Regions from separate parts of the Mus musculus genome. Here all the other regions are linked to region 6. Evidence: chromatin contacts called from public HiCAR-type, HiChIP or PLAC-seq and promoter capture Hi-C data. All regions are on one chromosome and are shown on one strand. The core of a region is the stretch at or near the end of the contact, and the rest is flanking DNA. Distances in the headings are between cores, read along the strand shown.

What was found. Promoter capture Hi-C pulls out the DNA fragments that hold promoters and counts their contacts. HiCAR-type assays count read pairs that join an accessible place to other places. HiChIP or PLAC-seq counts read pairs in DNA pulled down with a chosen protein or histone mark.
Region 1: an H3K4me3 HiChIP or PLAC-seq map of embryonic forebrain shows a contact between it and region 6, with 21 times the contacts expected there. The contact joins the promoter of Myo6 here to the promoter of Irak1bp1 in region 6. A contact is called at or near these places in 1 of 39 promoter capture datasets (pre-B cells), 1 of 484 Hi-C or Micro-C datasets (CD4 T cells) and 6 of 115 datasets of contacts at active chromatin or transcription factors (astrocytes, embryonic forebrain, forebrain and 3 more).
Region 2: a HiCAR-type map of astrocytes shows a contact between it and region 6, with 8 times the contacts expected there. The contact joins the enhancer-like site here to the promoter of Irak1bp1 in region 6. A contact is called at or near these places in 4 of 39 promoter capture datasets (cranial neural crest, erythroid cells, hippocampal neurons and 1 more) and 2 of 115 datasets of contacts at active chromatin or transcription factors (astrocytes and embryonic forebrain).
Region 3: a contact with region 6 is called in a promoter capture Hi-C map of hippocampal neurons, with 11 times the contacts expected there. The contact joins the enhancer-like site here to the promoter of Irak1bp1 in region 6. A contact is called at or near these places in 3 of 39 promoter capture datasets (cranial neural crest, hippocampal neurons and pre-B cells).
Region 4: a contact with region 6 is called in an H3K4me3 HiChIP or PLAC-seq map of stem cell-derived neural progenitor cells, with 28 times the contacts expected there. The contact joins the enhancer-like site here to the promoter of Irak1bp1 in region 6. A contact is called at or near these places in 3 of 39 promoter capture datasets (cranial neural crest, hippocampal neurons and pre-B cells) and 3 of 115 datasets of contacts at active chromatin or transcription factors (embryonic forebrain, large pre-B cells and stem cell-derived neural progenitor cells).
Region 5: a contact with region 6 is called in a HiCAR-type map of astrocytes, with 6 times the contacts expected there. The contact joins the promoter of Senp6 here to the promoter of Irak1bp1 in region 6. A contact is called at or near these places in 4 of 39 promoter capture datasets (the 3T3-L1 cell line, erythroid cells, hippocampal neurons and 1 more), 1 of 484 Hi-C or Micro-C datasets (CD4 T cells), 2 of 115 datasets of contacts at active chromatin or transcription factors (astrocytes and embryonic forebrain) and 1 of 9 other capture datasets (liver).

Annotation. Positions count from the first base shown.
Region 1 is chr9:80,162,847-80,166,998 of GRCm38.p6, forward strand. Myo6 (myosin VI) reads left to right here and starts at 2,188. Exons shown (of 33, transcript NM_001039546.2): 1 at 2,188-2,383.
Region 2 is chr9:80,083,956-80,087,959 of GRCm38.p6, forward strand. It overlaps Senp6 (SUMO/sentrin specific peptidase 6), which reads left to right. Exons shown (of 24, transcript NM_001311110.1): 2 at 3,475-3,568. Among named protein-coding and RNA genes, the nearest start is that of Senp6, 19 kb to the left of the region's middle. Within about 2 kb of position 1,551, at least 74 of the 459 cell types and tissues checked have an H3K27ac peak or open chromatin away from gene starts, as enhancers often do. A contact at or near this core is called in astrocytes, where this site is marked.
Region 3 is chr9:80,214,706-80,218,544 of GRCm38.p6, forward strand. It overlaps Myo6 (myosin VI), which reads left to right. Exons shown (of 33, transcript NM_001039546.2): 2 at 2,911-3,052. The coding sequence starts at 2,936. Among named protein-coding and RNA genes, the nearest start is that of Gm27227, 49 kb to the right of the region's middle. Within about 2 kb of position 2,471, at least 21 of the 459 cell types and tissues checked have an H3K27ac peak or open chromatin away from gene starts, as enhancers often do. A contact at or near this core is called in hippocampal neurons and pre-B cells, where this site is marked.
Region 4 is chr9:80,184,205-80,188,334 of GRCm38.p6, forward strand. The region is part of intron 1 of Myo6 (myosin VI); the gene reads left to right. Among named protein-coding and RNA genes, the nearest start is that of Myo6, 21 kb to the left of the region's middle. Within about 2 kb of position 2,082, at least 10 of the 459 cell types and tissues checked have an H3K27ac peak or open chromatin away from gene starts, as enhancers often do. A contact at or near this core is called in stem cell-derived neural progenitor cells, where this site is marked.
Region 5 is chr9:80,064,230-80,068,430 of GRCm38.p6, forward strand. Senp6 (SUMO/sentrin specific peptidase 6) reads left to right here and starts at 2,674. Exons shown (of 24, transcript NM_001311110.1): 1 at 2,674-3,343. The coding sequence starts at 3,295.
Region 6 is chr9:82,826,914-82,831,210 of GRCm38.p6, forward strand. Irak1bp1 (interleukin-1 receptor-associated kinase 1 binding protein 1) reads left to right here and starts at 2,893. Exons shown (of 4, transcript NM_022986.4): 1 at 2,893-3,426. The coding sequence starts at 3,115.

The DNA of each region.
Region 1 (4,152 bases), core at 938-3,437, 2.7 Mb before region 6:
ACACCACCCAAAGCCAGTTTAGGGTTTATTTCAACTCTCAATCCATCACAGGAACTCAAAACAGGAACCTGAAAGCAGGAACTGTTGCAGAGGTAAAGGAGAATTCCTACTTACTGGCCTATTCATCCTGGCTTGTTCAGTTTGCTTTCTTATATTCCCTGGGACCACCTGCCCAGGAATGACACTTTTCACAGTGTACTGGGTCCTTCCATTAATTAATTCCATCAATTATCAATCAACCAAGAAAATGTCCCATAAGCTTGCCTACAGGGTAATTTGATGGGGGATTTTTAAAAACTAAAGTTCCCTTTCAGACGACTCTAACTTGCATGAAGTTTTGCCAAACAAAACAAAACAAACCCACATAAAACAAAGCAAAACAGATAAAAAACCTAACCAACACAAGCATCTTCTTCAGTCTTTCATCCTCTTATTTTTTGTAGTGGGGTCTCAGTGAGTCCAGAGCTCTCCTTTTCTGCTAGAATGGCTGGCCAGGGTGAGCCAATGGTGAGCCAAGGGTTCTGCTTGCCCTCTATCCCCCTCTCTCACCTTAGTACTGGAATTTGAGAAATAAGTCTGCCCCTGGTTTTAGTTTATTTTACAATCTTTGATATAGTTGAGATTTTTCTTTTGGCAATCTTGGAGCTACATTTCTGTGGTTGCTGTAAATTACTTCCTTTCTTGGTTTTCCTTCCTCTTTTTTAGTTTCCCTAATTTTACTTACTGTCTTACGAATTTGAAATGTGTTCAGTGGAAGGTAGCTTTTTCATCAAGTCATTTGGGTCGTCTCTGAATGCCTGACCCTTCCCTTACCATTTTTTTGTGGTGATATGGATTGAACCCAGGGCCTCACATGCTAGGCAAGTATTCTACCGTGGACTTAGTTATAGCCCATCTCTCTCTGAAACAGGATATTACTAACTGACCATGCTGGTCTTGAACATGCAGCTTCCCGAGTAGCTAGAATTACAAGCACGAGGCACCAGGTCCAGTTTGAATTCCTGAAACCTGTCTTCTCTGGGAATCTTCTAGACAGAGCCCAGTGGTCAGAGTACAATATGAGGAGTTGTTTCTCTCCTTGAAACATGCTGGGCTTCAGGATGGGCTGCAAGAACCCTCACTGGCTGAACTATCTTGCCAGCCCCTTATTTTGTTTTCATATTAACCTCTTTTTTCTAGTAAAGGAGATGTTTGCTCTCAAATTTGCATAGGAATGTAATATTTAATTTAAAAAGATGACCCACATATGACCTTATAAGGACAGTAAAATTAAACAACCGGAAAGATAAAGCGGGCCAGTTGGCTCAGTTCTATAAAACCAGCCCACAAGGATTGTCACTATTCTTAGGCTTGCGCGGGCTACATGATGAGTTCCAGGACTGCCTGGTTACAGACCGAGACTCTCTCAAGAGTCCAGATAAACAACAACAAAGGGGGCGAGGTGGAAATACAGGGGCTGTAAGAAGTAAATATGATATCTGCATGGGAGGCTAGCCAGAGAAGAAAAAATTTTCTTCCGTGGTTCAATCCTCCAAGGGCTGAACAGGAAGTTGACGCAGGCAGGTGAGGAGCACGAGCCTAGATGGGCTGCGGTGCCACCCTTAATCCCCACAAGCGAGTTCCTCCGCAATTCGCCTGTCCCACTCTCAACTTTTCTTCAACTGACTCTTTGCTGTGGTCCCTCGCTGTGGCAGTGGAAACAACTACCACTGCGAGGTAGGGAATGTCATGAGGGGCTACCTGCAGCCCTTGGCTTGCAGGGATGCAGGGATGCGGTCGGAACCTGAGGCCCCGCCCTTCTCTTGCCCCACGCCATTAGGCCACGCCCCTACCCAGCACTCCTTCAACCACCCCCTTCCCCGGCGCCTCATGAGGTCCCGCCCCTCTCAACCCTAGCTCTTGAGGCCTCCCCTTCACAGCCGCCCCGGCGTTCCTTGACTTGAGGCCACGTCCCTCTGCTCCTTCATTCCCAAGACCCTACGCTTTGCGAGTCCTCCCTGTCCTGCTGCCTAGGACCCCGCCCCTCTCAGCCCTTCTGCCCCAAGACCCCGCCCCTTAGGCTGTTCCCGCCCACTGGCCAATGAAGACCCGCCCTTTCTTTAGCCGCCCCGCCCCGGTCCCACAAAATCCCGCCTCCGGCCCCGCCTCCCGCCCCCTTGGGCGCTCCGTAGCAGTGACGTGCGCAGGCTGGGCACTCTGCAGGGCTCTCTGGCCGGCGGGTGGAGACCGATCCGGGATCTGTCCCAGCAGGAAGCGTATCCCGGCCGCCGTCGTGCTGTCGTCTCCGGTGCTCGCTCTCGGCCGCGGTGTCGCGCTTGCCCTTCGCGCCCGCAGCCCGGCAGCCTCTCCACGGCCGCGACCCCTCGCGCACCTGCCTCGCCGGGTGAGTGTGGGCGCCTGCCCGCCTGCCTGTCCTCACCGCCTTGGCCTCTGCTCTGCCCGGCGCGGACTGGAGCTCTGGCTTCCCCTTCCCGGGCCAGCGGGGCTCCTGTCACCTGACGAGTCCCACCCGACACTGCAAGATAGTTTTATTTTCTCCTTTCGAAACACAGTGAAAAAGCTACACAGTCTAGTTTGTTGTCAGAGTAAAGATCAATTGATACCATTAATAATTTAGCTGTGTCGAAGAAGACCATGGTAGCATACTATAAAGCTGGAATTTTAGTTCCTAAGCGTTCTAGTATTTTGAGTGTGAGTTTTACGGATGTGTTGCTGAAAATAACTTTGTTATTTAATTCCAAATCGTCTTAAACTAATTAAAACGTGCTAGCTGTGGATTGTATTTTAAAATAGGAAATAATTTGATAAGGCCATTCTTAGATAATCTATGTCAGGAACTTTTACACAAAGATACATTTTATCCGGCATAAAGTATGTAGGGCAGAGCTGTTTAAATCCCAATGTGGAGATACTGCTGGAGCGCTACACAAACGCTGCTCCGATTTCATATGTGTTGAATAAAACTTTAGTTTGCTCTCGTGTTACAGTTGCAGGATTTTCGAATATAGTTAGTCAGCTTGAGACTTTTAACAGCCTTTGAGGCTCGGCTGTAACACCATAAAATCTGAGTCTTGAGCTTGGTGGTGGTCATGGTCCAAAGGTTGGCTGCGGAACAGCAGCATTTCTGTACAAATTAACTCGACTTCAAGACATCTTGGCTTGTGGTTTTCCAACTGGGAAATGTTTAGTGAAAAAAAAATTACCTTAGTGCTCTCTAGCATTAATTTTAGAAATGGCCACAAATGCTACAAGGGGGACAGAGGAAGCCCAGAAACAATGTAGTTCTTCAGAACAGCTCATTGACTTTTAAATGTCTGCCCATTTTCTGTGTTTGCAGTTGCACAGGAGTAAACAGGCACAGTGATAAATAGAAGTCATTTTAGTCTGATGCTCGTCGGCCTGTAGTGTTTTTATTTCGTGTGTGTGATCTGTTACCCATTTTTTTCCCTCTTCCTTTCAAGTTTTGTATTTGTTTTCAAAAGTTACTTGTAAAAGGCAGGGACAGAATACAACCCTTAAGAAAAGAGTATTGCGATTATACAGTTAAAAAGCCGTGGAGTATAGATTTTACATATGGTCTTTAGTACCTAGACACATGAGCAAGAAAAAGTGAACAACTATGATTTTTCATAGAAGCTACAACATATTAAAAACAAAGATGCAAATTATAGTCCATGGGACTTGTCCGAAAGGGATTTTCCCTTGTTTACACGATCAAATTTTAAAATAACAGTGGCCAGGAAATCGGAGAGAAGCCGAAGGCTCCTCGCTCATCCTGTTGTGACTTTGCCTGGCGTCTGTGGTGGATCACTTATTGTTTAGACAACTGGACTGTATCTGGGTTTTGAAAGGCCTTTAGATGGTTTTAAAGATTTCCACCATGCAAGGTCTGAATAAATCCATAAGAACTCCACATAAAAAACCATTCTCTAGTTTTTAACTTTCTCTTGGTATTCAAAACTCCACTTAGGGTACAGGATTGGGAGTGTAACTCAGTGGGTAAAGACCTTGCCTTGTGTGTGTGTGTGCGCGCGCGTGTGTGTGTGTGTGTGTGTGTGTGTGTGTGTGTGTGTGTGTGAGGCCCTGGGTACTGGAGTTTCATTTATATTATTATATATATTATATTAGAACATCTTATTTAAACATTGCAAT
Region 2 (4,004 bases), core at 301-2,800, 2.7 Mb before region 6:
GCATTAGCTGACTGTGAGCATCCACTTCTGTGTTTGCTAGCTAATGGATGGATCACAGGGCTCCCAATGGAGGAGCTAGAGAAAGTACCCAAGGAGCTAAAGGGATCTGCAGCCCTATAGGTGGAACAACATTATGACCTAACCAGTACCCCGGAGCTCTTGACTCTAGCTGCATATGTATCAAAAGATGGCCTAGTCGGCCATCACTGGAAAGAGAGGCCCATTGGACACGCAAACTTTATATGCCCCAGTACAGGGGAACGCCAGGGCCAAAAAGGGGGAGTGGGTGGGTAGGGGAGCGGGGGTGGGTGGCTATGGGGGACTTTTGGTATAGCATTGGAAATGTAAATGAGCTAAATACCTAATAAAAAATGGAAAAGGGAAAAAAAAACTTGAGCATTTATCGTTGAAGTCTTTACTGACATTCTCAGCAGTGGCTGAGTACTGCCGTGCTACCTTCTTTGGGTGGTCCCTTCATGAAACCGAGCGGAAGGAACAAGGGTCCTTGCTGTCCTGTCTGTGTGTCTCATTTGAATGGACTCTACATTAGTTTGGCTTTCAGCCTGGGTGCTTGAGGCACACTTTTCCTCTGTACTTGTTAAGTGTCCCAGCTTAGTTTGCTTGCTGACAAAAGCAATTTAGGAGAGAAAAGGGGTTAACTTATAACTTAGCTCACAGTCACAGTCCGGGCGGGTTTGCTTGGACAGAAGGTCTAGCAGGCACTTAAAGCACCTGCTCACATCCAGTTAAGGACAAAGAAAAAATGCTTATGCTCAGTTTGTTTTTTCCATTCTTACATAGTACAGGACCCCAAAACCGGATATGGTGCCCTCTAGAGTGGGTGGGTCCTTCCCACCTCATTTAGCACAATCAAGCCATTCTCCCTAGATATTCCCATAGGCCAACTAATCTAGATAACCTCTTATTGAAACTCTTTTCAAGCCGGGCGTGGTGGCGCATGCCTTTAACCCAGCACTCGGGCGGATCTCTGAGTCTACAAAGTGAGTTCCAGGACAGCCAGGGCTATACAGAGAAACCCTGTCTCAAAAAACAAACAAACAAACAAACAAACAAAACCTCTTCTCACAATAGTCTAGATTCTATTAGGTTGACAACTAAAACTAGTGCTCACAGTAAGTCAAATTTGTGACAGGCCAACTTCTAAAGAAGGCCACATACTGGGGGTGTCTAATTTGCAGTGCTTTCAAATACTGATGGCCCTTTGTCACACAAAAGGAAGCTGTTTTAATTATGGACTCCTGTATCCCTTAGATCATGAAAATTCTGCTCTCAACTCTTAGTAATTGAGGGTTTGTGATTAGTAATGCTCTGCTTCGTCTGTTTGGGGTGCTGTATTAAAGTTTCACAGATTACATAGTTTGTCTTTGTTGACTTTTGGGGGTTGGGAGGCGCTTTACTATGTAGCTAAGACTGGCTCAAACTCTCTGTAGCATAAACTTGGAATTTTTCTGTGTCTCCCAAGTGCTGGGATGACTGGAATGCAACACTGTACCCAACTCTAGATGAGTTTCTCAGTGCTAGGGGCTGAAAGTCAAATCAGACTATCCAGAATCAATATCTGGAAGCATCCTGCTTTCTCACAGATAGTAACTTATGTCTGTCCTGGTAAAGGGTAAAACAACTTCCCTGGGTCTTTTATAGGATTGATCCCATTGCTATAGATTCTGCCCTGTGGCTCCAAAGTTCCTTCTCTTACCACTAATCGATTGGGAGTGGGATTTTAAAAATCTGAATTTGGGACAGTCTTTACAATCCTTCAGGAGATTCAGCTGGGCCTGCCTTTCTGAGTCTTGACTAGGAAAGTGTAACTTTTTCTTTTCTGTCTCTTTGTTTTGGATGCTGGCCAGAGCTAAGTAGGCTCTTTCTGGGACTTTATACTTTCTTACTGTTTCTCTTAAGCCTGCCTCCCTGCTACTTAGCTGCTTTTCTGTCCTGTGGCTGACCTACATGCTGACTTAACTCAAACAACATAGCTTTATCCTCCTCCTTGTCTCCGTTTTTTCTTCTCTGGGAAGATGCCAAGATTTACATACAGGTTGCCTGCCTTTTATTTGAACTATGATAATTTATCCTTAAGTTGGAAGGGGGAAAATCTGAATGTTGGAGAGACAAAAACACTTAGATGCATCCTAGCCCTTTGACATTTAACCTGAAATTATTGCCTTTAGAGATCATCCTTAGAACCATGAAATTAAGTTACTTTTTGTTTGTTTGTTTGTTTTTTTGTTTGTTTGGTTTTTTTTTACAAAAATGATTTCAGGCTGGAGAGATAGCTTAGAGGTTAAGAGCACTGGCTGCTCTTCCAGAGGTCCTGAGTTCAAATCCCAGCAACCACATGGTAGCTCACAACCATGTACAGTGAGGTCTGGTTCCCTCTACTGACTTCAGGCATACATAAAGGCAGAACCCTATTTACATGATAAATAAATCTTTTTTTTTTTTTTTTAAACTTACTTAGTGTTTTAAGTAAGTTTACAATTTTGGGCTGCATTCATGGTTATCCTGGGCTGTAGCCAGTGGCTGGATACAGCTGGTAGATAGACTTTATCTTTTTTTTTTTTTTTTTTTTTTTTTTTTGGTTTTTCGAGACAGGGTTTCTCTGTATAGCCCTGGCTGTCCTGGAGCTCACTTTGTAGACCAGACTGGCCTTGAACTCAGAAATCCGCCTGCCTCTGCCTCCGGAGTGCTGGGACTAAAGGCGTGCGCCACCACGCCCAGCCCAGACTTTATCTTTTTACTTTGCCTGTTTGTCTTTAAGGTGCTGGAGATTGAAGCCAGTGTCTGTAAGCACTTCCTCATTTAGCCTCCACTTTCCCACCAGACTTGTAGATAGATACCCTTTGTCCCCAGTACTCAACTGACAAGTTTAGATCCAAGGGTAAGCTATCACAGTTATCCCTGTACCTTCTAAAAAACTAGTTGTAGTTTTCTTTTTCCTGTCCTTTGTTTGGGTCAGTCTGACCTCTTGTAACACTAAGACCCTGAACTTCATCTTAGCTCAAGCTCTATGAAATTAGACTTTTGTCATGTGGCTCCATTCATTTCTCCCTTCTCTCTTTGTTCTGTATTTCCTGATGAGCATCTCTGGTGTCCTGGTCTAGAGTTTTCTGGTTATCAAATTAACCACCTTGTTAACACACAAGGCCTCATTTTGTTTTTCTTTGGTTAAAACGCAGAGGTTGTTCAGTCTAACAAGTATAGTGATCTGAATATAGTTCTCATGAGAAGGAAAAAAATTAGAGGAACTAGTTCCTAAAATCATAGTTCATATATATGTATGCCCCTCCCCCATTTTTATTTTAGCAACTTAAGTTTCTGTAGCGGACACACATGTTTTTAAAAATAGAAAAACATCAAATTAAAACAGTTTAGAATAGAGTTTGGGAAATGCTCACATTTCTTATATTTAATAGTTACGTTAATGAGTACTTATTTCAGTTTGTTTTATTTCAGCTTTGGATAGATCAGAATCTAAGAGGGATGGAGGCTTTAAAAATAATTGGAGCTTTGATCATGAAGAAGAAAGTGAAGGAGATGCAGACAAAGAGTAAGGATTTCTTCCTCCGATATTCCTATGAATGAAACTTTTCACTAGAAAATCAATTCATATTTTGTGGAATTTTAAAAATATAATATTTTTACTGTAAGAAAAGATAAAGCAATATTTTATTGGTAAATAATTTTGCTTATTTCTCAGTCTTCAAAATGTATGTATGTAATAAATGCTTCCTAATGATTGAAAAATGACCAGACAAGTTTTCAAACTAAGGTAAACCTCTTCCGCTTTTTAAAAGGCAAACCTTTCTGGAAACAATTTGAAAAGCCACAATTTGTCAAGCCTCTGAATTTTGTGTGAAAGATGAAATCTTCTATTTTCTCTGTTTTCTCCTTGTGAACCCCGTGATCACTGCTCTGACCTTGGATCAGATTTCTACTAGGGAAAGCAGCTCCAGTCTAAATAGCATGAGTAGGCATTGTCCCAG
Region 3 (3,839 bases), core at 1,221-3,720, 2.6 Mb before region 6:
ACTTTTGTTTGTTTATTTTTTGTTTTATTAAGAAAGGTCTCAGTATGTAGCCCAGGCTGGACTTGAGTTTGTGGTGATTGCTGTGCCTCAGCCTCTGAGTGCTGCAATTGTAGTGATGAGCTACTGTGTCTGCTTTACAAAGCTGTAAGGTGCTCTGCATATGTAAACATGCTTAGTGAGAGTGAGGGTTGGCACAAAGGGGCTCTCTCTCTCTCTCTCTCTCTCTGTGTGTGTGTGTATGTATGTATGTAGGTTAGAGGACAGTTTTCAGAAACACAGGTCTCACCTTCTTTCACTATGTGGGGTCTGGGAGTTGAACAAACTCTGATTGTCAGGTTTGGTAGTCAACACTTTTATTTACTGAGATGTCTCAGCAGCCCTGAAAGATTTTTCTAGGAATCACTTTCCTGTAGGTTTAGGGCTGTGATGAAGGAGCGAGGTTAAATATGTGCCTTGAACTCAGAATTCCATCTTCACTTCAGAGTCGTAGCACGGTTTAAATTGAGAAAGTGATCTGAATCGTTCAATTCGCCATTCCATTTTTGGATTGGGGGGAGGGGTTCCTTTGTGGTGTGACTTTGTTGCTTTTCCAATTTTTAAAAAGGATAATTAGTCCTTTTTAAAGTGATCACTAGTGTCTACTGTGCCATTTGTCTATGTGTATAGAACATTGCCTTCAAATTATTAGTGGTTCCCAACGAGAGAGAGGCTGTGGGGAGGGGTGGGAGGTGTGACTATCGTCTATTAGAATGGTGATCTCAATTTTATGTCACTTGATCCCCTCAGTGATTCTGTAAGGTAAGCGACACTATCCCACCACAGAGATAAGGGTAAAGACAAGATCAGGGATGCAACCTGCTTAGAGCAGTCTGAGTTTCAGGCCTTGGTTTTTAAGAGAATTCAACTCTTTCTAGTCTCCCGTCTCCTCTTACTCTCCTGGATGGTATGAGCAGTTCATTCATGCACCAGTGACTGTCAAGTTGTGTATATCATGCTGGGCCTTAGGAGCAAGCAGTCAATGGTCTGTGCCCTGATGGAATTACAGTGGCACAATGAGATGGGTGCTTCAGCAGGATTAGTCCTGACCCGAGGAATCCAAGAGTAGAAGCAGGTATACAGTATACTGTAGAAGCCTTGGTAAAAGCGCTGCTGGTTTGCAGAAGAGTGGGTGGATCTGAGATGCCTGTGAGACCGAGGGTTGGTATAATCAAGGGCGATAAGAGCTTGGAAGGTGCCAGAAGATTTGAGGATGACTTCAGGTGTGATTTGCATGTTTCTGCCTTTACTAATTTGTGGAAGAACAAGGCAGGATGCAGACCAGAATAATGGTAACAATAATGTATGTGTTAGTTTTGTTTGGTTCCACTAGGCTGGTAAACACCTGAGAACCCTATGGGGACTGTAAGACAACGTTGAGTATCACTCACATATAAATGATATATGAAGCCACAGGCGCTTCCTTCATCTAGGGAAAGCAGACACGTGTATAGGCAAGCCAAAGGCACTGTTACAGACTCACCTTCTACAGAGAATCTTCATCTTAGTTGTTAAGTTAGATTTGAGGCCTTCCTATGTTGGGAAAGTAGTTCATTCTATAGCCTAGCATAGGAAATATTAACCACCATGCACCCTGCAAGATGACAACACCTTAGCAGCTTTCAACTGGACTACGTGTCTCTAAGAGACTCTTAGGGACTACAGCTAAGAGTCCACATGGGGAACTTCAGTGGAGCTCCTAGGCCCACAAATAGATCAGTGTGGCACATGACCATCTGCTCTTTAGATACAGGTGACTAGTGAAAGAATTAGGTTCCCATTGAGATACTGAAAGTAGAACATCTCGGTTTGACTTGCAAATGGAATCATGCATTAGTCTTATAGACACTCCTTAAAACAAAGCATTTTGGATAGCTTGGGCCCTTTGGGCTACTCAGTAGACAGAATTATAAATGTTAGCATCTCAGGATGCCAAGAGCGAAGGAAGCCTCCTAGGAACAGTTGAAAATGGGACGTCCCCAGTGGGTGCTACCTGGAAACCATTCAAATGTAAGACAGCAGGTAAACAATGCCTGGCCCTGTAGACTCACACACGGCAGTACAGTTGGCTGTGCTGAATATAAAATGCTTTTTAAATGAAGGAAGCCAGACACCAAAGAACGCAGACTGTATGATCTCATTTATATAAAGTTCAACAGAAAAAATCCGAGGACCGTGGAGATGATGCCCGGGCAAAGGGAGGCGTGGGAATGGCAGCGGCACTGAGATGCTCTGTGAACCGAGGACGGTGCTTCGTAGACAGTGCATTCATCTGTCCCAGCTCATTAACTTGCATACTTAGATTTGCTCACTTCACTGTGAGTTTCAAATCAGCAGCAAAAGTAAGAAAATGAAAACATAGGCTGAGCAGTTGCTGGGGAGTAGTCCATGCCTGCCGTCTCAGGCTTGGGGAACTCACAGGAAGCCTCCAGCCCCAGGCTCAGGGAACTCACAGGAAGCCTCCTGCCCTGCCTCATCGCTTCAGAATGAATCCTTTTTTACATGCTGCTATCTGTGTGCCATAAATATCTATTCCAACAAGACGACTGAGTAACAGATCGCTTGCGGTGGTATTCTAAATTCCCTTAGGGGAACAGGTGGAAGCCGTGAGGGTTTCCATTCCCACACTCTGTACTCAAGAGCAGGGAGTTCATAGGACTTCTTGAGGGTGGAGCAGCCTCTCTCTGCCTTCCTTCTCTAAGGTGGCTAGAGGAGCAAGAGGTAGTGAGCACAATTGGGGGGGGGGGAGAAGGCTGAGGTCACCCGCAGGAGGTGTTTTTGTAACTTGAGATTTATATGTGCACGGGTAAAGGAGATAGAATTTGAAGCAGTTTCCACCATTATTCATGTTGTTTTATTTGTTCTTTTGAACAGGAGATAGTGGATAACCTCCTTCAAAATGGAAGATGGAAAGCCCGTTTGGGCACCCCACCCCACAGATGGATTTCAGATGGGCAATATTGTGGATATTGGCCCTGACAGCTTAACAATTGAACCTTTGAACCAAAAAGGCAAGGTGAGTTTCACACACACACACACACACACACACACACACACACACACACACACACACATTTTCCCCAAGAAAGGTAAAAATGAAAAAATATTCCTGCCATAGTGGAGGAGGCAGATGTCTGGTAATGTAAATGAAGTTTTGAGATGACTTCCTTGATTAAATGGGACCTGTGTACTATGATGAAATACAAGCCTGTGATAATCAGAAACCTAGCATTCTAAGTTGGGTGATAAAAATACAGTCAGTGGCAGCAGTTTTATTCCATATGCTACACTATTCGAATCACCTGCTTAGCTGTAATGTCCTCAGTGTGTTACAAAGTAATCATGTGATTGCTGCTGTGATGTCAAGTTCTTCCAGGGGGCTTCAATTCTCCTTTTCTTCTCTTTTTCTTTCTTTCTCTTTCTCTCTCTCTGTCTGTCTGTCTTTCTTTCTTCCTTTTTTGTTTACTTAAACTTACTCATTTACTTAAACTTATATACTGTGGGATTGGGGTAAATAACTTTTTGTTGTTTTTGTGCTTTGCGTTTTATTTTTAAATTTTTATTCTATATGTGTTAGTGTTTTGACTGCATGGATGTCTGTGTGAAGGTGTCAGATCTTGGAGTTATAGACAGTTGTGAGCTGCCACTCGGGTACTGGGATTTGAACCTGCGTCCTCTGGAAGAGCAATCAGTGCTCTTAACAGCTGAACCATCTCTCCAGCCCCAGATATTTGAGTCTTAAAACTCCCCCATATCTTTTTATGATAATAATATAAATATGCTTTAATTCTATACACTTAATA
Region 4 (4,130 bases), core at 832-3,331, 2.6 Mb before region 6:
TATTGTCAGCCTATATATGTATATTATGTATATCTGCTACGAAAAGGCAGGCAGACTGCTGCCTTGTGTGCTTTCTGTTGTTGTTTCTCTTTGAGGCAGGACCATGTTCATTACCCTTGGCTGGCCCTCGAGCTTTCTGTGGAGAATAATTGGCCAGGCCGGAGAGCCAGCTGCTCCTGCAGGCTGAGTGCTGGGAATAAGATGTGCACCAACCACCAGGCTTGGCCTTTTAAAAAAATCTTTAGTTTTAGAATATATGATTTCAGTAATGTGGTCTAGTTGGATATGAATTGATTATGAAAATTTTTCTTTATTTTAAAAAGTAGAGTCTCCTTATAGCTATATAAATCAATTATTTAGACTGTCAAAGGATTGACTTTGGGAATGAGCAAAGGGTAAAAGCAAAGGATTACTCTACAATATATGAGATACTTTGCAGTAGATCATCATAAATGCTGTAGAGAGATATATTTGAAGACATAAATAATTTTCTTTTTCATGTTGGTAAAGGTTTATGTATTTTTGTTTGTATGTCATAATTTATCTTGTAAAGTATCCCTATACCTTGCTTTTTTTGGTTTTTCGAGACAGGGCTTCTCTGTATAGCCCTGGCTGTCTTGGAACTCACTTCTTAGAGCAGGCTGGCCTGGAACTCAGAAATCCGCCTGCCTCTGCTTCCCGAGTGCTGGGATTAAAGGCGTACGCCACCACGCCCGGCTTACCTTGTGTTTTATAAACGTTTTTTGATAACTGTTGGTAGCATAATTGAAAAATGGCTGGTTTTCATGGGTTTAACTTTACAGATTATTTGATGTCAAACTTACAAGTCAGCTGAGTCTTGATGCATGATAGGGGTCTAGTGTTGTTGACAAGATAGCATAGATGGCATTCCTTAGGAGATAGGTGGAAGCCAGGCTTGGGGGTGCCACACAACTGTACTCCCTGCACTTGGGAGCCAGACACAGGCTTATCTTCTATGAGTTCCAGGCCACCTTGAGCCACACACTTGAGTCTCTGTCTCAGAAAACAAAACAAACCAACAAACAAAAGAAACAAAACAAAACAAAACAAAACAAAAACCAAACCCCAAATTCAACCCAACCCAATCCAACCCAAACCAAACCAAACAAAATCCTACCAACCCCCCAATACGAAAAACCAAAAACCAAAAATAAAAAAAATTTCCCAAAACCCAAAAAACCTCAAAACAAAAAACCAACCAATCAAACAAAATGAAGTCAATGTCGATAAGAAGTTACAAAGCACATGCATTCAAGTTGCAGTGTTTGTCCTTACAGACAGTTCCTTATAGAAGAATTCCTTTAATGGGGCCTACACTCATGAGTCCGTCTGGTCTGCTGAGAGGATCATACTGGTATGTGTCTCATCTGTCTGCTCCACTTTCTCGGCAACTTTTAGATAGGTTCAAACAGCTATGGTCTGCTCATTTGAACACATGACAGACACTTTCTCCACATGTTTTGTATCTTTCAACTTAAAAACCCCAAAGCAATGTTTATTGGTTGTTTTCAAAGAAATCATTCCTATATTTTGCATGATTGACATAGTAGGTGGCATTTAGCAACATGGCTATTGTGGTTGTTAAGTTTGTCAACTAGACGGGTGGGGAGTGGGGGAGTGGCGGGTGGGGGTGGGAGTGGGAAATCACCATGGAGACAAGCCTCTGGCATGCTCCTGTGGGATTATCTGGATTATATTAACGGGACTGGGAAGCCACACCTTTCCATGAGTGTGTGTGTGTGTGGGTCCATCCTGAATAAAAGGAAAAAGACAAAAACAAAAAGAAAAAACAGAGCTGAGGACAAGTGATTATCTTGTTTTGCTTCCTGATTGTGGTTGCTATGCAACCAGCTGCCTCAAGCTCCTGCCTCAGTGAATTCCTCACCTAGATGGACCTGACCCTCAAACTAGATAAGCCCCTTCCCTCCCTCGATCCCTCCCTCCCTCCCTTCTTCCCTCCCTCCCTCCCTCCCTCCCTCGCTCCCTCCCTCCCTCCCTTCCTTTTGTCGGGTATTGTGTCCTAGCAACAAAGAAAGTGACCAGTCCAGGCACAATTGAGGTGCAGCTGGCCAGCATGCACTGCATTTGCCATTTCGGGTCTGTTTGGTTTTCTTTTTGATAGCAAAATCTCTAATTTGAAATGAAGAGATAAATAAAAGGGTTCTTTGTTGAATCTACTAAAGTGTGTAGTTTCTGATCCAAGAAGTTGATTCATGAGCAACAAGGGCAGGACAGAGTGTCTTTTACCTTGGGATGTATTCTTCAGAGATGTAAATTCCTCAGAGCTATAAGACCATTCTTTGTCATTAAAATTTAAAGAGAAAATAGCATACAAAGATAGATTCTGAACAGTTACAAACAATAACAGATCTGCTAGCCTGCTAGCCACACTCAAGTGCTTCATATATAGATAAACATGCACTCATAAATAAATAAATAATTCTTGTAAAACAGACTCATCAAGTGTCCACCCTCCTGATCTTCCCATTTTGAATGAGGGAACACAAAGTCTTTACTTTTTCCTCCAATAGAAATGAGAATTTGGAGCGACTTTCTGTACTCACTGTCTGGATGTGAGCACAATAGAATTCACACTTCTGCTGTCATAGGGCAGAGGACAGGTGCTGGGTTGCCATGGCTGTACTACACTCAGTCCCAACCATGTTAGCCCTTTCTTAGGTGTCCTTGTGTAATGCCAGCATGTGGGGTAGGGTCGCTGCTTCCCTTCCCGTCTTGCTTTCTGCTCTTGCCTTTGCCCTTGGCGCTACCAGGAACCCGTGCATGGCAACCGAGAACTGCGCCACACGACCCAGCTTTCCCCAGTGCTGGTGCTGCCACCAGGGTCATGTGTGCCAATCAGTGCTCTACCGTGTACTGTGCTCCAAGCTCTTAGAACCGCAAACTTCCTGTCAAGTATCAGCAAAACTGTTGGTGACCAGGATGTTTAAAAGGTTCAGGTTTTGTAAATAGCTCATATTCCAACCCTTATCAATTATCTCCCCACCCCTGAAACTGTAAATTCAAACGATCCTCTTGGTATAACACTCCTGAGGAATGTAACAAACCTTCAGTAATAACTGGTAATTATCAAAACGTGTTGTCTACTGAAAGAGTTAAAAAAATAGACCATATTTCATGTTGGAAATGAAAGGATTATTAACATTATTCATAAGGTACACTCAGATCAGAACATTAGAGTAGATGCATACCCTGGCAATGTGGCGAAGAATGGTCTTGAACTCCTGACTCCTTGACTTTTTGCAGTGCTGGGATTACAGCCATGTGCCATTACACCTGATTTCCGCATTTGGAGGCTATGTAGACCTGCCTGGCTTAGAACCTGCATTGTGGATCAGGATGGCCTTAAACTCACAGATATGTCTTCCAAGTTCTGGGATTAAAGGTGTAAGCCACCATACTTGGATAGCTCTGCTATTGTTTTAAATTTTAAATGTTGTTTTACTTTTTCAGGTTTCCTTATTGGGTTCTAGATGCATAAAGGTTTTGCCTATATATATCTCTATCTATCTGTGTGTGCCACATGCTTGACTAGTGCCCACAGAGGTTAGAGAAGCATGTTGAATTTCCTGTGTGGGTGCTAGGAACTAAGCCCAGGTCCAAGAACATGATGTGTTCTTAACTGCAGAGCCACTCCCCTGCTTCTGCTGTTTTTATCTGGAACTCTTGATGTGGTATTTCTGTAACTTTTTTTAAAATACTTGTTCATAAAAGTTCTTTATGTCTGACCTGTAGATATGGGCTACAATAGTCACATTGGTGAACATATATAGTCAGACCTGACCTTATATAACCAAATGTATTTTAAATTATTTACACAGATTAAAATTACATTAATTAACTAATTAATGTGCGTGTGTATGTATGTGTGCATGCATGAGTGTCATGGCGCAGGTGTGGAGCTCAGAGGATAATTTTGCAGGATTCCGTTCTCTCACTGTAAATCCTGGGGATTAAACTCAGGTCAGCAGGCATCACAAAGTGTCTTTACTTACTGATCTCACATTTTAAAATTCCTGTTCACATATTTGTTGGTGGACATTATTTTGCTTACATCAGTAACCTTATTTAGATAAAGTCATTATCTTTAT
Region 5 (4,201 bases), core at 1,424-3,923, 2.8 Mb before region 6:
TTTTTTGTTAGCTGTAATTTCAAGAGAGGAGCCCCTTGTTACCTGATGAATTCAATACTCACAAGCACAGAGATATTTGTAGGAAAAACAGTCATCAGTTTCCTTACAATAGAACTTGAGAAGCTGCTGGTCCCTTTAAGAGCAGCGTTTACAATCAGCTCCTAGCAGGGCTCCTCCAGTCACACTAGACTTCTAACTACAGGTGCAGGACTCCAAAGACCAATTGATCCTGTATATTTATTTTTTTCTTTTTCTCTTTCACCAAATTATCCCCAGATAGTCAGAGAGTACTGCTTTTCTCAAACCTGTTCTCTTATGTGTAAACTATCTCTAGTCAGGGTACAAAGCACCTATGAGCATTACCTTCGCTTCTCTAGATTTTCACATAGCTCTAAACACATACACAAAACCACACAAAACAGAAACCAACAGATCCAGACACACGTGACCCTTTCTTGTCCTCCGCAAGCAGGCAAAAGAATTAGACGATTTCAGAGAGGGAAGCTTCCACTTCAACAACAGAACTCGGTCCCTCTGACCAATCTCCAGAGACTACCAGGCATTCCTGGCTCTCCCCACTTTCCAGGGCATCCCCCAGGGCAGCAGCCTGTGGTCCTCCTAGCACGTCTGCCGATCACAGTCCTCCGGTCCTTATGGTCCGAGAGGACAGCTGCAAATACAAAGTGTGCGTTTCAGAAAACCCCATCATCCGCTTCCACTGGGACAACCAAAACCAGAGAAACCAAACTTAGGTGGATCCAAACTCAGGCTGATCAGTATAAACTCAGGCATATCAGCATCCAAAACTCAGGCTGATCAGTATAAACTCAGACGGATCCAAACTCAGGCTGCTCTGTGCTTCAGAAACAAAGGACGAGACACAGACAAACAAACCAACACAACAAGTGCACGTTTGTTTCAGAAAACAGAAAACAGACACTCAGAATAGAGACACCGGCCGGCACACACACATTCCAGGGGGGATCCCTATACCTCCAAGTCGGTTCTGGGTGTGAGGGGTGGTCGCGATTCCCGGCCAATGCACTAAATGAAAGACCCACAACGTGAGGACTCCCCCACGTTTGGACTCAGGAGAGGTGATACCCCAAATCACTCACGAGAAATGGTCTTGATGCAAACTGCAAAAGGACTTTTATTTCAAGAGCACTCTTGGGCCCACAGTCTTACACCACGAAGGGGTAGAGGACCGTGGTGCCCAGAGTAGCTGGGTAAGGGGGTATTTAAAGGAAGAAACCATAACTCAAGGGGGTGGGGAGGGCTTTGTTGGAAAATACCAAAAATACCAGTTAAGTGGAAAGTCAAGACAGTTTTCTAGGAGCCTCTAACAATAGCATATTTGCATAGAGGGTTCCAGCAATGGTCAGGGTGGGTCAGGGTGACTTTCTTTGAACAAACATGCCCTGAACCCAGGAAGCAGGTTGCTGGAGGAATGCCGCTATTTGTTTTATGATTAGCATACCATGGAGCATTGAGTCACAAAGGTCACATTCTCAAGCCTGGGCCTAAAGGCCTAGAATCTTTTGTTTTTTATGTTTCACTTTTTCACTCAAAGGGCTGGAGAAATGGATTCAGCAGTTTGGTTAGCCTGGGTACCCTCTTCCGGCCTCTGAAGTAACTACAAGAAGCAGCTTTCCCACCCTAAATGCAGGCAAAACACCCTCCCCCCAACCCCACCCACTTTTTTTTTTTTTTTTAAAGAAAAAATGTAGCCGGGCAGTGGTAGCGCTAGCTCACCTTTAATCCCAGAATTTGGGAGGCAGAGGCAGGCGGGTTTCTGAGTTCCAGGACAGCCAGGGCTACACAGAGGAACCCTGTCTTGAAAAAACCAGAAAAAAAAAGAAAGAAAGAAAGAAAGAAAGAAAGGAAGGAAGGAAGGAAAGGAAAGAAAAAAATGTTTATTAGCTGACCACACAGCTAAGGGGCTTGAATTTCTGTAACTTTTTTTTTTCATTTTCTGCATTTTTCATGGATTTGTTGTTGTTGTTGTTGTTTTTGAAGACAGGCTCTTCCTTTGTAGACCAGGCTGGCCTCCATCTGACAGAGAGATCCACCTGTCTCTATCCCTTTATGGACTGGGAAAAACCTACACCACTACATGGGGTTTGTAAGAAAAAAGAAGAAAAAAAAAAGCCCCTCAAATTGTATCATAGTCTACTGTGTTCTCTCCCCCCCCCCCCTCTCTCTCACACACACACACACACACACACACACACACACACACACACAAAGTGTACTGGCTCAATCATATCATATATGCATTGTTTGGAAGATGGATGTGAACACAATTTTATTTTCCAATTACCTGGCTTCATTTTTTTTTTTTTTCCTTCCCATGGCACGTTTTAAATTCAGGGTCAGACAAGAACTTGGAGCGTTTCTTTAGAATTTGTGGTGCGACTCGACCAAATAGAATACCTGGCCGGCAGGCTGGCAAGCGCTCGCAGGCCGGCTCTGCCATGGGGGCCTTCCGAGGAAGGGGTTTTTGTTCGTCCCTCGCCAAGGCCGGCCAGACAAGGCCACCCCAGGCCGGCAGGACGACAGCCCCCGGCTCGGGTTCGGCCGAGCCCGGAGGGGGGCGAGCAGGGACCCGAAGGGAGAGAGAGGCTCTGGGGCGGCGGCGGCGGCGGGGCGGGCCCGGAGGCCGGTGGGGGAGGAGCGGCGGCGGGGCTGCTGTGGCGACCGACGCGCGGCGGTGGCGGAGACCCACCCCCGTCCACATGGACAGTCGCCGAGGCCTGGGCTGATGCTCTGACGCCTGGGCGGGGTGGGCGGGCGGCGGCGGCCACTGCTGGAGCAGCGAGGGGTCGCGGGCGCCTCACGGTCGCGGAGCCCTCGCTCGGCTCAAGCCGCTGCGGCCATTTTACGGCCCGGGACGTAGAAGGCGTGTGAGCGTTCGCTCCGTTCTCCGTCCTCCGGAGCCAGCGGCGGAGCGGGGCGGAGGGGAGCGGAGGGAGCTCCTCAGAGGCCGGCGCGGCCCGGTGGATGGGGAGTCGTGTGCCGAGGGGAGCCGGGCCCGGGAAGCGCCGCCGCCGCCGCTCACGGTCCCCGGTAGGCGCCTGAGGAGAAGCAGCCCAGGCCGTGGGCCTCGCCGCCTCCCGTCAGGCCCGCTTTTGTGTGGGGGGCCCGGCCGGCGGGGAGCGCCCCTCGCGGAGGTCGAGCCCGAGGCCCGCCACCCTGCGGCTGCTACCCTCCCGACGCGCGGCCCCCATTCCCCGCCAGCACCGCGCCGGTGTCGGCCATGGAGTAAGAAGGAGGCGGCGTGGAAGGAGGAAGATGGCGGCGGGCAAGAGCGGTGGCAGCGCTGGGGCTCTTTTCCTGAAAGGTACGCTCGGGTCTCCCTCGGGGGAGAGTCGGGGGCGAAATTCGCCGACACCGGGGTGTCTCCCACCCCCGGGCCGTGATACTCAGCTCTCTGCTCCGGGTGGGCTTGGGGCCGCGGGGGCCACGGGGGCCCGGACGGCCGATGGCCCGCTGGGAACGCGCTGCAGGCGCGCCGACTTCGGGTCCGCCCGGGCCAAGGCTCGGGCAGGCCGGCGCGAGGCGGCGCGGTGGTAGCGCAGCGAGCCGAGGCCCAGGGCGGCCTGCGAGGGGCGCGCCGAAGGCTTGGGCTCGCTCCCACCTCCATATTCTCGATGGGTGCCTAGTGGGTGAGGAGCAGACTTCGTCCGCGTCTTTCTTAAGCGTTCGTGGAAAGTTTCAGACCTAAGCTTGGTTGAAACTGGCCGATCCAAGGAGGCAGGGGGAGAGGTGGTGGTTAACACTGCCCTGTGGTTAAAAGCTCCCAGGCTAGCCGCTGCCCTCGGGGTGCAGGTTAGACCCGGCGGTGCCCCGAACTCCGGTGAGATGTGTTTGGTTGTTTATACTTTGTAAAGCAGGTATGGGAGGTGGAAAAAAAAAAAAAGAGAGAGAATGAGCTTCCAAGTGTCGGTTTGGAGACAGCCGGGGAAGGTAAAAGAGTTAGGGTGTGTTCCCATTTTTAGTCGCTTGTGAAGCAGAGTTAACTATTTCAGTTGGTGGACCAAGCCGGCTTAAAAGGTCTATTTTGGTTTGGTGTGGTGGTAAATGGATAACGATACTGGTTTTTGCCTATGGCTGTAAAGGGACTTCCATAATACAGGTACATTTAGTTGCAGTTGTGAACCGGGAACGTAAACGTTCATTCGACTTTAAATTTCCTGGT
Region 6 (4,297 bases), core at 1,643-4,142:
TGGGCCAGCCACTGGGAGTTTGACAATGCTCCAGTGAGTTGGACTTGGTGGGTTTTGTGGGGGAAGAGGGCAAGGGTAGGAGGATGAACCTGGGAGAAATAGAAATTGATATGGTTATTGTGTGGAAGTCCCAAAAATCAATTAAAATATTATGGTGGAACAGAAGATATTTACTATAATTTTATGAATTCTCAGAACATAATTAGAAGGAAATTGATGATTCTATTAGAATAACAAGTAAAATAATTTGGATGCATATTTTTGATTCAGTCAAGTTGATACTGTTACCTTGTTGAGAATGGTTGCTAGTGGCTGAGCCTTAACTCTGAGGAGGAAGCTGAACAGATAGATACATTCATTCTCCTCTGAAAAACTCATGAATCATGGAGGCATATCTACTTTTATTTATTACATAGCTCTGTCACTAAGAACCAATCTGCCCATCTTTTAAAATTATTTTCATCTATTTTCTGCATTCTGAATTCATCTCTTGACAAGATGAGTTTTAAAGAGATCTTTCTACATGTTTAAAGTTTTATTTAATTATGAATTGTTTAAACTGTTTCTTTTTTCTTTTTAGTGTTGTTGCCATTAGTATTTCTGCACTTTGGGTATGTAAGAAATGGAATGTGCTCTTCCCGGATCTCATGCATTTACTGAAATTGTAGGCCCAATGTTGCTGTGTTTGGAGACAGCACCTTTAAAGAGGTAATTAAGGTTAACTGAAGTCCCAAGAGCAAGTCTCTAATCCATCTAATAGGATTGGTCTTGTAAGAAGAGGAAGGAACACCAATGGACAGCAAGGACAGGGCAGGGACAAGGCTCTGTGAAGGCAGCTGTTGCAGACCAGATATATCTTAGGAGAAGCCACACCTACTGATGCGTGTGCTTGAACGTAAAACCTCTGGCACTCTGAGAACATGAAGTTGCATTAGACATCAATGGTAGCCCAAGTCTATTAACAGTTCATCTCTGTGTTCCTTAGCTATTTGGGAGGGGTCAGGGCACTCTTAAGTGTCCAGATGCTGGCCCCTTTATTGCAAATCCTTATTTCCTCTCCTCCTCACTTGTTGGTTTTGGCTTACATACTTTCAGGTTTTTTGGTGTACTTATTTTTTTCCAGATTTTTCCCTTATGATTGCTTCTACATTTGTAATATGCTTAAGAAAAAAAAAAAGACTTTCATTCCTCAGAATTACATTTAGGTACTTTTTTTTCATTTTATCTTTAACTTTTATTCTCAGTATAAAACATAATATACAGATCAATTTCTTCAATACAGAAGCCAATTATACTACTTACTCATTTTTCCACTATTTTGAAAATTTTATAGTACCCGAAATACACTTAAAGCTTCTATTATTTGTTTGTTCCTATGACATCTTTTATTCAGCAATTCATTTTTGAAACTATATATCCTACTAGAGTAAAACATTTCTCGCCAACAGGAAGGTGTCTGGAGCTGGATGGCTAGCTAGCCTATCTTGGATGCCAGTGACAGTAGATCCTGTCTCCCAAAACGGACTTAGCAGAGTGAGACAACTCGGCTGACAAAGGTACTTGATCCCAAGCCTGGGGGCCTCAGTTCAATCCCTGCGGTCCACCAAAAAGAACAAAGAAATTCCTCCAATTTTAAAAGGTATTTTCATTGCCTAGAGTTGTAAAATATGCATATATGCCTGTATGCATATATGGTTATATGGTGGAAAGTTCTTAAATTATAATTATATATATATATATATATATATATATATATATATATATATACACACATATATACATATATATAATTCTTATCTGACAATAAGTTTCAAACTAAACAATTATGTTGACCTAATGATGGACCAAACAAAGAGATTACCACTTGATCTAGCTAAATTATTGAATTAAAATACTGGTTTTTTAAAAATTTGAGGAAAAATCACAAAGACTATAGACTTTTTCAAGTTCCTATAAAAAACTACTTCCTACATCCCTGCCCCCAAGGTTTTCTCCTCCCATTCTGTTAATAAAATTCTAACAGGAATCAGACGAGCTGTCATCACCAAGACATTAAGAAAATGACTATAGGCCAGGTGTGGTTTGAACCCCAGCACTCTAGAGCAGAGGGAGAAGCGGGGAAGGGGAAAGAGGAAAGAAAAGAGAGACAGTAGGGTGTGCTGAGGAAAATTACTATAATAGGAGGGCTTGGAGAGGGCACGTACAGCTTTTCATTATAATGGCTGTCAAGAAATGGGTCGAAACCTTGCATTTCTGCAAGCTCGAGGTCAGTCTGGTCAACAAGGTAAATTCCAGGCCAGTCGGGGTTACATACTGAGACCCTGTCTCCAAAAGGGGAAGAGGAAGCTATAACAGACAAGTACATGACATGCCTGTCATTGCTCACGCTGATGTCCAGGCTCAAGACCAGAATTACTCCAAGACATTTAGAATTTGACACTGACACTCTTTCTAAAGATTGTAGCTATGACGAACAACATCCCACCCACCCCCACCCACCCCCCCGTTTTCTCTGTCTTTCCACATGCCAACACTCTACATTCAGCGGGCCTCTAATAAACAAACAGCAGTTGTGGGGGAAAAAAATCAACAGTGTCCTGGAAAAAAACGCACTCGAGGATCCCCATAGTGTCCAAACTCTCACGAGCAAAACGTAGTTTATTTGAAGAGAAACTCCTCACGAACCAAACAAGTACTTGCACTTGCGGGTAAGACCACCGGAGTCTCACAAAGAAGGAGGCCGCCCCGGCACCGTGAAATTCGGGAAGAAAGGGCTACCGGGATCACACACGTTGGAAACGCAGAGCCTTCATCCCCATGCGGACTGAGGGATGGAGGCGGCCCAGGGGGAGGGGAGAAGAACGACTGGTCACGTGGAAGGCCCGTGATCACTGACCGCGAGGGCAGGACAGACAGCTCCGGTTCTTGCAGGCCATGAGGAGGTAACTATTTAAAATGTGTGCAGGCCTCCTTCCCTGGGGGAAAACCCGGTCTCCACGCTGCAGCGGCGCCTCCATCCCGGCATCCTCCGCGCGGACTAGCAAGCGCGCGGCAGCTAAACGTCACTCCCCGCCATCAACCTGGCGTTGCTATGGCAACACAGCTGCCCCAGCTATGTCGCTGCAACCCGCCCCTGCATCGCGGGTGTTCATGGAACTGGTTCCCTGGGCTGACCGGGGCCGGGAAAACCATCCGATCTCGGCCGCGGAGGCGCAGCCGATCGGCCGCCGACCCCACGTCGCGGAGGCCCACCCCGGAGCCCGTGAGGTCCACGTGAGCGGCGCGGCCGAGGTGTCCGCCAGCCCCGACCGAGCGCTGGTGACCGTGCGAGTGAGCAGCACCAAGGAGGTGTCGGCCGAGGCCAAGAAGAGTGTGTGTCGCCGCCTGGACTACATCACGCAGAGCCTCCAGCAGCAGGGGTTTCAGGTGAGACTTCCGAGACGGGGTGCAGAGCGGGTGACTCTGTACCTTTGGGGATGCTTTGTTACCGCAGGATCCATTCTAGGGCGCAATGGATGTTTGACCTTTCCTTCTAGAATCTAGATGAAAGCCGTTATGGGCCGCAGCGAACTTGAAATCAGGAATGCAGGTTGGGTAGGGTTTTTGTTTGTTTGTTTTTGTTTTTGTTTTGAGACAGGGTTTCTCTGTATAGCCCTGGCTGCCCTGGACTCACTTTGTAGACCAGGCTGGCCTCGAACTCAGAAATCCGCCTGCCTCTGCCTCCCCAGTGCTGGGATTAAAGGCGTGCGCCACCACGCCCGTGGTTGGGTAGGTTTTTATCTGGTGATGTTTGCTACAGTGGTTTTGTTATTAAGATTAGAGTGATGAAATGTTTTTTTGAAAAATTACATGTAAATGTTTGCATAAGTAGAATGTTGAACCTTCTCCTCCCCCCTCCCCCCACCCCCCCTCCCCATACACACACTTTGGTAGTTTTTATTCTGCATGTTGAAATAGGTCGGTGAGGAGCCTGAACTGCTTCCATCCAATCAAAGGTTTGTGTGGAGTGGCTCTTCAATGTACTTATTAGCATCTATTTATGGTTTATAATGATCGCCTACCCCAAATTTTCCACCTTTTTAGTTTTAACTTTTTTAAGTCAATGTATGTAGGTGTCATAGGTGAAATATTTCTACTTTCTAGACATGTCTGTGGAACAAATCACTAAATAGGTCGCACCTTAAGCCTCCCTCCTTTTAACGAATGGGGCAAAAATGTCCACACAGCGACTCTTAGGCGTGTTTTAATATCACCACTTTCCAAATTTACGGCAATAAAATAATGCTCTGAGTTTAAA